2 separate regions of the Anas platyrhynchos genome follow, and region 2 is linked to region 1. The links are chromatin contacts, called in public Hi-C maps. All regions are on one chromosome and are shown on one strand. Each heading gives the region's core, a stretch centred on a gene start, on an enhancer-like site or on the middle of the called end of the contact. The rest is flanking DNA. Distances are from core to core; before and after follow the strand shown.

Evidence for each region. Hi-C and Micro-C count contacts between places; a contact is called where the count stands out from the background.
Region 2: a contact with region 1 is called in a Hi-C map of subcutaneous adipose tissue, with 2.6 times the contacts expected there. The contact joins two enhancer-like sites. A contact is called at or near these places in 3 of 8 Hi-C or Micro-C datasets (liver, skeletal muscle and subcutaneous adipose tissue).

The regions. Positions count from the first base shown.
Region 1 is chr11:24,152,901-24,159,036 of IASCAAS_PekinDuck_T2T, reverse strand. No RefSeq gene overlaps it. Among named protein-coding and RNA genes, the nearest start is that of TLE3, 12 kb to the right of the region's middle. Within about 2 kb of position 4,661, at least 3 of the 8 cell types and tissues checked have an H3K27ac peak or open chromatin away from gene starts, as enhancers often do. A contact at or near this core is called in subcutaneous adipose tissue, where this site is marked.
Region 2 is chr11:24,252,870-24,259,240 of IASCAAS_PekinDuck_T2T, reverse strand. No RefSeq gene overlaps it. Among named protein-coding and RNA genes, the nearest start is that of UACA, 50 kb to the left of the region's middle. Within about 2 kb of position 2,965, at least 4 of the 8 cell types and tissues checked have an H3K27ac peak or open chromatin away from gene starts, as enhancers often do. A contact at or near this core is called in subcutaneous adipose tissue, where this site is marked.

The DNA of each region.
Region 1 (6,136 bases), core at 3,412-5,911:
AGACATTGAAGTGGTAACTCAGGCATCCTCTGAGCTGCTCTTAACCAGTCCTCCCTGTTTTGTAAATGGCATTAGTATCTTAGCTGCTTATTTAGGGCTTTAAAAAGTAACCGACTTCCTTGAAGTCATTAAAGTCTAACCTTTAAACTCCAGGAGTCTAATGGTTCAAGCCAAGCATAATGTTGAGGCACATCTGTGATAAATCTGCTTTTAATCTCCACAAAGTGCTTTTCATAGATTCCAACTTTAACGTATTAGGTGTTAGATGAACACACTGAGTGCTAGTAAAATACACCCGATTGTAATCTATTACCTTTTACACAAAGCAGCATTTAGTTTTATTAACTATTGAAATATACTGAAAACTGTGAAAAAAGCACCGTGTAAATCTTTAAGATTCATGCTGTTTGATTTTATGGAGGCCTAATTCCTTGCAAAAGGAGCAGGCGAGCGGTCGGGGCCGACGACTTAATGGGTTGTAGGTGATTAGCGGGAGCCCCCCAGCCCGCCTCGGGGAGGTGCAGGGTGGCAGCGTGGGGGCACCGAGGGGAGGCTTGGAGGGGGAAGATGCTTCCTCAGGGGGTGAGACACGGGCTCGGGGGCTTTGGCTGGTGGGCAGGGGGCTTGGTGGAGCCCCCAGAGGGTGCTTCGAGCCCTGGTCGCCCTTTGGGGCCAGGCACGGTGCTCGTCCTGCCCCAGCGATGCGACCCTGCCCCTATAATGCCCCAGCATCTTGCTGGGCTCTTGGCCCCGAGTGGTTTTTTGGGGATAGGGTTTTGGGACCGGGGTCTGCCTGCACCTCGCCCTCCCCAGCGTGGACGTTTCCCCCCGCAGTGCCCGTGCACGTGGCGGCCCCGCGTGAGCCCCGGGAGTTTCCAGCGGGCACCGTGCAGGAGGCGCCTGAGTCAGAGCGAGAAACGGCCGGGCTGGGGCAGCACGGGGGGAGCCCCGGGATTCCCCCGCTGTTCTCCTGGAGGGGCTGGGGGAAACCAACCCCACACACTGGGCTGGACCCTGCCTCGCTCGGCTGGGGGGTCCCAAAAGCACCGGGGATGGGGCGCTGCAGTTTGGGTTTGGTGGTTGGGTTGGTCTCTGTCTCCAGCTCTTCCCCTGTGCTCTTCCAGCCAGCAGGACTAATTTTTGGGAAAACAGGTATTCCAGGGGAAAAAAAGTCCTTTATGCTGCAGCAAACCATAAACATGGGAGTAATTAGAGATATACAGGGCCAGAAAACCAGCACAGCAGCAGGTGATTTAAATACGCACCCAGGGACCTCTCTTTGTGCCCCACATCCAGGGGTGCCGGGACCCAGGGACCTCTGCTGCCGGTGAGGATGTGCCAGGGCATGGCTTTGTTTTAATAAAGAGCTAAATTGAAGAGCGTTGTTCAAAAGCCTGTTCCAGATCTAAAGGGAAATAACTTTTGCAGAGTTTGTGGAGCCAAAATGTGCTTTGGTTCTTCCCACTGTTGGAAGAGCTGTCGAGAGTTGTGTTTTTTATTTTTTTTCTCTCTCTCTCTTTCCCCCCGCCTCGCCCTCACACGGTTATCCAACCTGCCATGAACACTGGGACCGGACCAAAACTCCGGTGCCAAAACCTCCACACTTGGAGAACATTCGGACCCCGAGCTGGAGCTTAAATTACATCCTGCACATGGCCCCAGCCGTGCTGAAGGCAGTCCCAGCCGCACATCGCTTCCCGGCTGCTGGAGCCCCGGCTCTGGAGCGAGCAGCGTTCTGCCCAGGGCTTGTCCACCTTCCCCCAAACCAGTGCTCCTGTATTTGCACCACACCGCGGTGTTTTCCCTGCGTGGTGGCTCTTTGGGGCATTTTGCACCATTTCTGCTCCAGCGCAGAGGTGCCGTGGCGTGGCTGGGGCTCCCTTTTTGGCTGGCTTGGGCAACCTCTCCCCTCGCTCCTGCTGCAGCTGGGTAGGAAACAGCTCCAGCAGCTCAGCCCCTGGCACGAGGGCATGGATGGGGAGAGCGCAGCGGCTGCCAACGCCTGCTCCCGGCGGGATGCTGGGGAGCTGGGGGCTGGCACAGCTCTCGGCTCTGCGCGGTGGGTCTGGGAGCAACAGCGGCACGAGCGTGCCCACGCCCCTCCGCCGCAGGGAACGGGGTGGGCTGTGGGCTCTGGGTTTTGGGGACAGTGCCCTGGGGCTTTGCTCCATCGCCCAGTGCCGGGCAGAGCCAGCTTTGCTCCCCAGCCTTCCCGCTGGGATTTCCCATGGCTTCGAGCTGCCGAGGATGATGCCAGCCTTGGCAAAGCCACCGGGGCTCGGAGAGAGGCCAGCTCACCCAGGCTCTGAACGCACCCAGCCCGCAGGCGAGCACGCCGTGACAACTGCCTGCAGGCCTGGCTCGCTCGCAAACGAATGCAAAACGCAGCAGGATCACAGGGGGCTCGGTGTTAAGCAAGGACAGGGCGCCTGCTCCCGCCGGGACAGCCAGCTGGGAAATCCCTGTCCTCACGCAGAGGTGCCTGCGCCTGCGAACACCTTGATGCTGAGCCAGCGGGATCAGCCTTTGCAGCAGCGGGATCACCTTTTCCATCCCTGGCATCTCCTTCTCCATCCCTGTTTTCCCTTTTTCTGCCCCAACCCAGCTGCAGGGGGGGGGTGCACCCAGCGTCAGTGGGTGCCTGCGCCCACCCAGGAGGCAAACAGGGAAGTGCCACCGCCAGAGCTGTTCCCTCTGACCTCTCCTTTCACACTTTGCTCATTTCCTGCTTTTTTTTTTTTCTTCTTCTTTTTTTTTCCCCATTCCCCATGTCTTTGCCTAATAGTTTTCATTAAACCCAGCTCGTAAACAAGGCACATCCTCCCCTTTTGGAGCCCATGACCAGAGAACTCTTGGCCTCATTTTAGCAGTACAAGGTGTTCCAGTGATTATTACCCCTAAATAATGCGGTTTAACAATTAACAGCTTGTTTCGACAGCATTTGCATTTCCCTGCTACTAAACAAGAGACTTTAATCTCCGCACACAAACGGCGCCTTGTCGGGACAAGCTGCAGGATGCGCGGGCTGCACCGTGCGGAGCTGTGCCGGCTTCGCCACCAGGCTCCATCCTCTGCTGGGCTCCCCTCGTGTTCCTGTGGCACCACCAGGGCTCCATGGCACCACCAGGGGTCCCACGGCACCACCAGGGCTCCACGGCACCACTGAGGGTCCCATGGCACCACCGGGGTCCCATGGCACCACCGGGGGTCCCATGGCACCACCAGGGCTCCATGGCACCACCGGGGCTCTATGGCACCACTGGGGGTCCCATGGCACCACCGGGGGTCCCATGGCACCACCAGGGCGCAGCTGGTGCCGGTGCCCAGGGGCCGGCGGTGCGGGTCGGTGCAGCCAGCGCCTCTGTTCCACCGATCCTCGGGCTCCTTTGAAGGCGCTGGCTCCAATTACCTCTAATTACACGCGGTGTATCAGAAGGCAGACGGCTTTGAACCCGGCGGAGAACCGGGGCCGTTTCCAGGCGCAGCGCAGCGAGCCGCCCCAGCCACATGAAAAGTTGATGTTTCTGGAGCTATTAGAGCAGTGCCTTTTAATGATTTAATAAAATCGCCGGCGCAGCAGCGAGTCCTCTCAGATGTCAGAAGCCTCGTGCAATCCGCCACGGCTCTGACGAGCGGCCTCCTCGCACGGACCAGCAGGGAAGGGTTTTGGGGTGTCAGCAGCGAGGGGGCTGGCGGGGACGTGGGAAGGGGACAGGCACAGCCTGGGAGGGCTGAGCACGGGGTACCTGAGGGCACAGGAGCGGGCTGAGAATCCCATTTATTCCGGGAATGCCCGGCGACCTTTGGCAGGCAGCGCAGATAAATGCTGGGCCGAGCGGCATTGTTCTCTCTTAATACAAGAAATAGAAACATTAATCATCTAACCAGCCATTTATCATGGTTTGGGGGCATTAATTTGATGGTATGTCATTTCCCGTTCGGTTTGTGTGTTGTGGAGGTTGCATTCAAAACACCTTCAATTAGATGTAAGTAATGATAGCGAGCTATTTTAGGGCCTGGTGATCCCTTTGAGCAGGAGGCTGCTGGGACTGCTGCTGGAGCAACCAGACCACCCCTGCCACCCCTCAGACCCTGTTTGCTGGAGGAAAAGCCAGTTTGGGGCTGCCTTTGGGTCCTGCAATGGGTTCTTGCCCTGCACATGGAAATCAAGACCCCCTGGGAGCCTTGGAGCTGCTCGTTCCTCCTTCCTCCCCAGCCGCTCAGGCAGACGGACCCAGGAGAGGGCCAGCTCCTGCCCCTCCTCATCCTCCACAGGTCTGCTCCACGAGGCTGGGCAGCTCCCTGCGCCCATATCAGAGGCACCCAAAGGTGGGTGAGACCTGGGGGGGTGCCGGGAACACCCCACGAGCTTGCCCAGCCCGTGACGGGGAGCACGGTGCCGGTGCAGCCTCGTGAAGTGGCCGTGTCCAGGCTCAGGGCTGCGTTTGGCTCGGCCACGGCCTCGTTGTGCAGGGCGGGGAAGGCACGAAACCTCCCGGCCTCCTTTGACTTGAGAGAGGTTACGTCTCCGAAGGGAAAAGCACCCCTAATGACCCGCGCTGTTAATGGCTGCTCCTCGGGGAGCCACAGCAGAGCTGGGCAGATCAGAGGAGCTCCGTGCAAACAGCTCCGTCATCCTGCCTCGCGGCTGCCCTGCACCACCCTTATCTCTCCCAGACTGGGGCAGCTCCCGAGCAGAAGCTGCCCAGCGTGCCAAATTGCAGGCAAACACTCATTAGGGGCTGGGTGGAGCCAACCAAGCCCCAACTCCTCCAGGGCCACCCCGACCGCAGCAAAGCCGGGCTGCGGCACCAGCCTGGGCTGTCAGCACCGAGCAGGACGAGCTTCGCCACCGCAGGTCGCAGCCGGGGCTTGGCCGTGCCTCGGAGAAAATCTCTCGCCGGGAGAAAAGAAAGGAGCTGCCCTCCGGCCGGGCACGCAGCTCCCACTGCGCTCAGCAGCGAGTCCGTGTCCCTAAAGCCTGCTCCAAACAAGCCAGGGGAAGGCAAGTGCAGGAAAATGAGTTCGTGCAGTGCCTGCAGTGAGTCACCCGGAGCTCTCCTGGGCTGTTTGCTCAGGGCCGTTTTGCAGGCTTGGGGCTCGGCTCCTGCTGCACCATCACCAGGGGAGTTCTCCCAATACGCGTGCAGAGGGGACCTGCCCGGCTCCCATGTCCCAGCCCCTGTGTCCCTGTGTCACCAACAGGATCAGGGATGGGGCTGAGCAGTCTCCTGGCCTGCCTGGACAAGGAAGAGAGGCCAGGGGGAGAGGGAACGACCCCCAGCACCGACTGACCCTGTCCCAAGGCTCTGTCAGCGCAGCAAAACCGCCTGGAAGAGATGCTGCAGAGAGCTGCCCCGGCTGGCAGAGAAACCCCGAATCACTTTTACAGGCTGGAGAGCCTTTAAAAACCCAAACGAGGCCACTTGCATGTGTTTGTCTTGTCTGCCAGCTTGGGCTTTAGCGCAGGAAATGTGGCCAAGGAGATTTCTTTAAACAGAAAGAGACCCTGCCCGGAGGGGGGGTGCAAGGATCTGGGGCCAGATCCTGCTCGGTGCAGGCTGCCTGCGTCCCAGCGGTGATCCTGGCGGTGCCCCCCCGGGGGCCACGAGCAGCACCTGCACTCCTCAGGCTGCTTTGCCAACGCGCCCGGCCCTGGCCCCATCCTGCAGCAGCTGCGGGGGCTCTGCCCGGCTCCTGGGGGGGGCTGAAATGCAGGCAGTGCCCACAACAGCTCGGGGGGGCCACGGGGGTGACCCCGCTGCTTGCTCAAATCGCTCCCCGGGGGCCTTCCTGGCCAGGCTGCCTCTCCCTCGGGACGCCGCAGCAATGCCGCTTGTTATTCACAGAGCCCACGCGGCTGCGTTTCTGCCCGGGCTCCAGGCAGTGCCCTGGCTGTCTCTAACGAGTGTGAAGCCTTTCTAAAACTTTCCGGCGAGCTGACAAAGTCCTCCGTGATGTAGCGGTCCCAAGTATTTGCTTGATCTGCTGTTGCCACACATTCTTCCGAGAACAAACACGCAGAGCGACGCGCGCACGTCATTCTCCTCCGGAGAGCTGGCTCCTTTTCTCTGGTTATAAACCAAAGCTGACAAGTGTCAGCCCTCCTGCCAAATTTGCACTGACTGGCATTCTC
Region 2 (6,371 bases), core at 1,716-4,215, 100 kb before region 1:
AGGGCTGTTAGCTTTTTAGGATCAAAGCTTTTCACATTTGGTCCCTGTTCTTGAAGAAGCACAAGTGTTTCCACTGCAGACATTAGTGATTCTGGCTCTGCTCCCTGCCACCCATCCCCAGATCCACTTTGCAAGCATTCTCCTTGAAACTGTAGTTTACAAAAATAAAACCTAGATTAAAGCCAGTACAGCTGCCCTGAGGTTTGAATCAATGCTGGTATGATGTGTTGCCAAAGAGAGAATTACTCAGGAGTGTGGATTAGAGCTGTTTGTCTCCAGGAAGACCTGGTCTTCAAAGCCAGGGAATTTTCACAGCTAGAGCTGGTGCATCTCCAGCTACGAGGCTCTGGTGCCCTTCTCCATGGGCACTGGGCTGTCAGCTATCTTGTTTTTATCTCGTCTTCGTCATCTCCCTTCTTCATATCTGGCTCCTGTGCTTTTCCTTTGGCTGGAATTTGCTGACCGGGACTGCCCTGCAGCCTTCCCCGTTGCTGTCTCTCACCAGCTGTAAAAACTTCAGTGCTTTAAAAAATATTTTTCTTCCTGTTGGGAGAGAGGTTAGACTTTTTTTTTTTGTTTTGTTTTAAACAATGCACACTTCTGCAGCACTGCTGAGGGTCCGAGCGTTCAAGGAAGGTTTAGAAACTCCAGTTTTTAGCAGCTGCTGGGTCTGGAGAGAGAGGCACTGCTGCTGAGCCCTTGCAGGAGTTGTCTGTGCGGGGCTGGTGCCATATGGCAGCATCTCAAAGCAGCAGTGCACGAGCTCATGTGCTGGCCTGCGTGGAGGGAAGGCTGAGGGTTCGGGAGGGCTCGAGTCAAGGCTGATGTTCAGCAGAGCCCTTAGGGCCAAGTTTTTCTGCACTCGCTGCCCTGGCGCTGCCACAGGGAAGGGCTGCAGCAAGTGGTCGGTGCCATCTCCCAGCTGCGGCAGAAAGGCAGCCTTGGTGGGAGATGTGCCTGAGCAGGGTGTGAGCTCCAAATATCAACCCTCTGGAATTACCAGGGGGATAGCCCGTGGTGCCCTGCCTTGTGTTGGGGTGGAACTGTCTGAATGTGTGCAGGAGATGCATCCACAGGGTGCTCAGTGCTGGGTGCTCACTCTACAAGCTCAGCTCCTGTGCACAGAGCCCTGATGGATGGGTGCTCACGCTCCACGTCCAGTGGAGGAGGCCAGGCTCGTTGCTTCCAAGGCCGAGCCCAAACCTCGCTGATGCCAGGCGTGCTGCGGAGCCTCGCCTCTGTCTCGGCAGCGTTTGTTCTCCAGGGACTCTGCCTCCTCCATCCCTGGAGCCAAAACTCCTTTGCCGTGATTGCTGCCTTTGAAGCAAGCTAAGCCTTCCAAGTGCAGGCTTGAGCCAAGCTTGGGCTCTGGCTCAGCACTTCTGACACGAAGCCTTCTCCAGCTCTGGGATGTGTCATCTGTGACCTCCTGAGGGCTCACGGGGCAGGTGCTGTTGGCACCGTGACGTCTGTAGATATTACCTGGCTGTCAGTAGCCAGGGCCTGACTTAACCTCTCCGTGCTCTGCAGGCTCCTCTCCCTTGTCCCCTGTCCATCGCTGTGCTTCTTCTAGCAGGGGCATCCTTTGTGCTCCAGGGCAGGCCAGATGCTGGCACCACTCCTTCATCTTTTGGTCCACCTCCTGTTGTATCTCACTGTCTGTGCCAGGTCTTTTGGGGCCAGGGGACAGCTGGCACCTCGAGCTCCCTGCTCCTTTTTCTTTCTGCCCTCCCCTTGCGAGCTCCAGGCCTTGTCACCAGGAACACGGATAGACCTCGAGGAGCCCGTTAGTTTGGGTAGCCAGTGACCCCAGGCCTGACAGCACAGCTGGGAAGGGACTGATGGCATGCTCTGGGGGGCGCATCCCATTGCACTGTCCATGGGTAGCACGGAGCCAAGGCCGAGGAATGTGCCTGGTGCTGGGGGTGGCAGGAGACGGGGTGCAGGAAGGCGCTGGGGAACCTTCAGCGTGCTTTTGGAGAAGAAACAATCGAGATGCTGGTAGTTGTCTTTTGATGGATTCAGGCTGTATTTATTAGTGTTCCGTTTTTGGCTTCGTTTGTCCAAATCCTTAACGAGGTCACGGCCGTAAAACAAAAATAGCATCCATGATAGATCTCAATCTTGCCTATTAAATCTCTTTTAAAAATGCACTCTGGATCTTTAAAAGCAAAAACCCCGACTGGCACAGAGCGAGGGTGAGCCACCAGCTTCCCCCCGAACAGAGGATTTCTTCCAGCAAACGAGGACCTGCTTCCCTATGTGTCGAGACCCCAGGATGGTTTAATTTCTGTGTCAGTGCTAATTGATTGGAAGCAACAATTTTGCCAGACAAAGCTGTAAATTAGTTTCAAATGGGGGAAACAGGCCACCCACTGCCCAAATATCATATTGCAGTAACAACATTAAACATAGAGCAAACCATAACCCAGGGAAGGAAAACCCAAGTGAAACCAGATTTCCACTCATTCCCTTTCCCTCGGAAAGTGGAACCAGATGGCTTGTGGCTTTGATAATAAGAGAGCCTGATTCTTTCAGATACCGCTTAAACTAAGTATCACACAAAGGGATGGGCTGAGAAGCAAAACCTCACAGGCATGAATTTTGCCTCCCGAGACCATCGGCATGCGAAACACTCCCAATAAAAACATTACAGAAAATTGTCCTCCTAATTGCAACTGGGCCCTTCTTGCTGGGCCGGCCCCTCTCAGCGCCTCGTGCGAAAGAGCAGCGCTGCTCCCAGCAGTTTCGGCCACAAACCCAAATGCCTCCCCGCATCTCCCGAGGCAGCGGGTGCCCGCCCAGGCTTGGAGGGTTTGCAAAGTGCCTGCGCAGCGGCGCCTGCCTTTGCTGAGAGGTTCGCCGTGCACCCGGAGGCAGCGCTGGGGTAACGAGCGGTGCCTGCGCCTCACCTCTGCAGCCAAGCTCCTGCTGGATCCAGGCCTGCCAGGGCTGAGTGTGAGCAGCTCTGCGGCTGTGCCGCAGCTTCCCAGCACAGCTCGGGCTGACTCACGGTCTCTGCTAACAGGGAGCGGTGCAGGAGCTCTCTCGGAGGTTTCCCCACATCGTTTTTTTGGGTCTGATGCCACGCGGCTCGGTGCTAGCAGCCCCGTCCACGTGGTGGGCAGCTGGGTTGTGCTGGAGTTATCCACATGTTCCTGTAGCACCTAGTGCCCTGTCCCCAGGGCAGCACGTTGGAGAGCTGGGGGTGGATGGACGTGTGGGGTCTGCCCTAGGAAAGCTGGTAGAAATTCCTTCCTATTTCTGTGGATTTGGGTCTAGGCAGGGAAATCTTTGTCTCGTCTGAGGAGTCCTCCTTCCCCCAGGCTGGTGCCGCCTCGCTGTCGCAGTGGCTGTGGAGGGACCTGAGGGAAAAGCTTTCTGCTTTTTTCCTATTTTTTTTTTTTGGGTTTTGAAATACATTTTTTTTTGTTTTTTTTTTTTTCAAGCCAAGTCTTCCCGCAGCAGCCCTGGGACTTGGCTTGGCAGGGGTGTTTCCTTGCGCGGGGAGAAGCAGGTAGGTGGTGATGTGAGCAGTGGCGGAGCAGAGACAGCGAGCTCCTGTTGGCAGCTCTTGGGAAGTTTATGGGCTGTGTGGTGATGGTGTCAGGGGAGCTGCGTGTATGTTGTGCTTGGATGAGGGCTCTGAAAAACCATCAACAAATAATTGCAATTTCCTCTTTGCCTTGTGGTAAGGCTAGATCCAAGCCTGAGAAACCACTGTTGCTTGCTGTAACGATGCACAAAATAGAAATCTCCACCTAACCCAGCACAAAATGCTGTGCAATCACTTTTAAATCACTGTGGGTTGCTTTAGCCACAGATGCAAAGTCTGACATCCAAATGCACAACAGAAGGTGGGTAGGAAGTGCTACACAGACCTACATATGTGTGTATGCTGGTCTCTCCTGCTCGTGGAGGGATTTTCTTTCTCTTCATCACCCAGAGCAATTCGGGAGGAGCGGAGCTGTGTCGGCGCGTGGATCTGCCGGGTTTCCCCCTGCACGTGGAAGTGCTGAAGGTTGGCTGGGGCTGGAGGCTGGGTGGCTGCCTGTCCGGGGGTCTCATCTGCCCAGGACAGAGCTGCTGCTGCCTCGCCGAAGTGCCAAGTGCCCCGGGGAGCAGCCGCCTACAAACGCTTCCACTGCTGGCAGCCGGGCCCAGGTTGTGCCTGACAAGCGGCAAAGCTGTTTCTCTGTTCCTTTGGCAAAGTGCTTGTGAAACACAGGATGACACAGCCTCGGAGACCGATAAGAAATTCCCATCGCAAGCGGAGAACACCCCCGTGGTCCTTGAACTTGTGAGGACTGGCAGCTATCATTATGCATGCAGCATCTTCCCCCCGGGTGCCTGCAGCATTACAATGCCGGCTTCTCCCAAGCTAATCGCTGTTTTGAACAACAAGATTGATTGCTTTCTCCTTTAATTATTTGCAGATCACTGAGACTTTGCAAAATGCTCTAGGTGACATAAACCACAGTTTAGTGTGTTAGCATTTGCCCGTCTGGGGGATTTTTCAAGCTCAGCCACCAGCGGGGCTGTGGGAAAGGAGCGCAGACAGCGCTGTCCTCTAATGACCTGGCTCGTGCACATGCATTATTGACAGCATTAATACGGAGCTTTGGGGAGAAGGCTGGGTGTCTCGTCACTGTCCTCGTTCCCTTTCTCATTAATGTGGATGAATTCAAGCACTTAACAGCTTTTGGCTGCTAATTTGGAGCTCAGAACCGCTGGTAGCAACCTGCACGGTGCCGTAGGTGCGGCGCTGCCAACCTGGCCTCGCTGTTGGACGTGCTGCTCCCAGGCTGCTGCACCTCGGGTGCCACCTGCATCTCCTCCGTGCTCTCCATCACCCCCGGAGGAGGGTCACCCCTCTTCCTTCGTGTCTGCTGACCTGGAAATTGTTCCTGCGAGTGCTTTGTGTAAGAGTTGCCCGGCGTAAGGCTCTGCCGGGGAGTCTCTGTGGCGTGCTATTTAAACCCCGCGGATCTGTGCCTTCCGAAAAGGTCACAATATCTGCATAGACTTTTACAGCTAAAGCTGCTGGAGGGCTGGGGAGGATATTGTGCTTGTCGAGTCACATTCGGCAGAGAGCAGCTATTCCCGTCGCCGCACAGAAATAGCTGTTCTTGTTCTGGGGAGGATGCTTCGCTCTCAGGCTCCTTCCTCTGAAAAACCCCCTCCTCGTGGGGCGCGCAGGCTCCAAGCCCAAACACGGGGCTCGTCCGTGGCTTCAAAGTCACAGCGATGACATCTGAAAAGCATGGTGCCAGCCCCTGGTGATCCACCCAGCCGGGTCCCTGCAGCATCTCACCCCAATTCCTGCCTCTGAGGGGCACAGCGAGGGCCCACGTGGGGACCAGGCTGTCCCCAGCAGGGGCAGGAGGGCCCCTCCCAGGACACTGAGCGCCTCCCTGTCTGCTTGGCCAATGTTTTTTTGTGATAAAGAAGCAAATGAGCTGTAGGGAAATGCGCGTCTGCTATATATTTCCAATTAAAGCACAGCTTGGTGCTGATTAGATCTCGAAGTTACACCAAGAAAGGGGAAAAATGTAAATAAGTGGTATTATATTTTTTTTTTTTCCCCTCGTCCTTTCGACAGATGGAGCCGCGCTGATTAGATTATCTGATCTCTTTCTAAAGAACAAATTGTTGATGGGAAGCTCTCTCTGCGGGCCCGATGTGGCTGCAGGATGACGCCGGGTTTGTTCCCCGCGCCGCTTCCACCAGCCCGGCCGGCACAGCCCGCGTGCCGTCCCCGCACCGCTCCTGCCACCGGCTCTGCCTGCTCCGGGAGCGAGGTTTGTCTTAAATGAAATCACTTCCTCGGAGTAATTACATCAGCTAATTAGGGACCTAATTGGCTAATTAGAGCAAAGTGACAGTTCCTTCGCTCCACGGGGAAGGAACACGGTGTAATGGCAGGAAATCTGCACAGCTCCTCGTGCCAGCACCCGTGGTGGAGGAGATGCTGGGTGCACCTCTCAGCCTGGGCTGCCCTTCAGCTGATCACCAGCCGTGTTGGAGGGATGCAAGCCCCTGTCCCACTGGTGCCCTTGCAAGAATGCCCACTCTGCCCAGTGCCAGGGATGTGGGGATGAGGGTGATAGCGGTGCCGGATCAGTGCAGGAGGTCCCAGTGGGGATGCGGGACGTGGGGTGCCAGCAGCATCCAGGGGCGTTGGAGGCAGCAACCAGAGCGTGGCACGGTGCTGGGCTCAGCTTCGCTGCTGGTCAGAGGGGTTGGGGAGCAACTGAACGGAGGGAGAGGGTTTTCCCTTCACCATCTCTTTGTTCATGTCAGCCGCCGAGCTGCGAGCGCTGCCCGGGTCTGTGGTTTGGTTTGGCTGCCTCCCGGGGAGCCTTTGGATG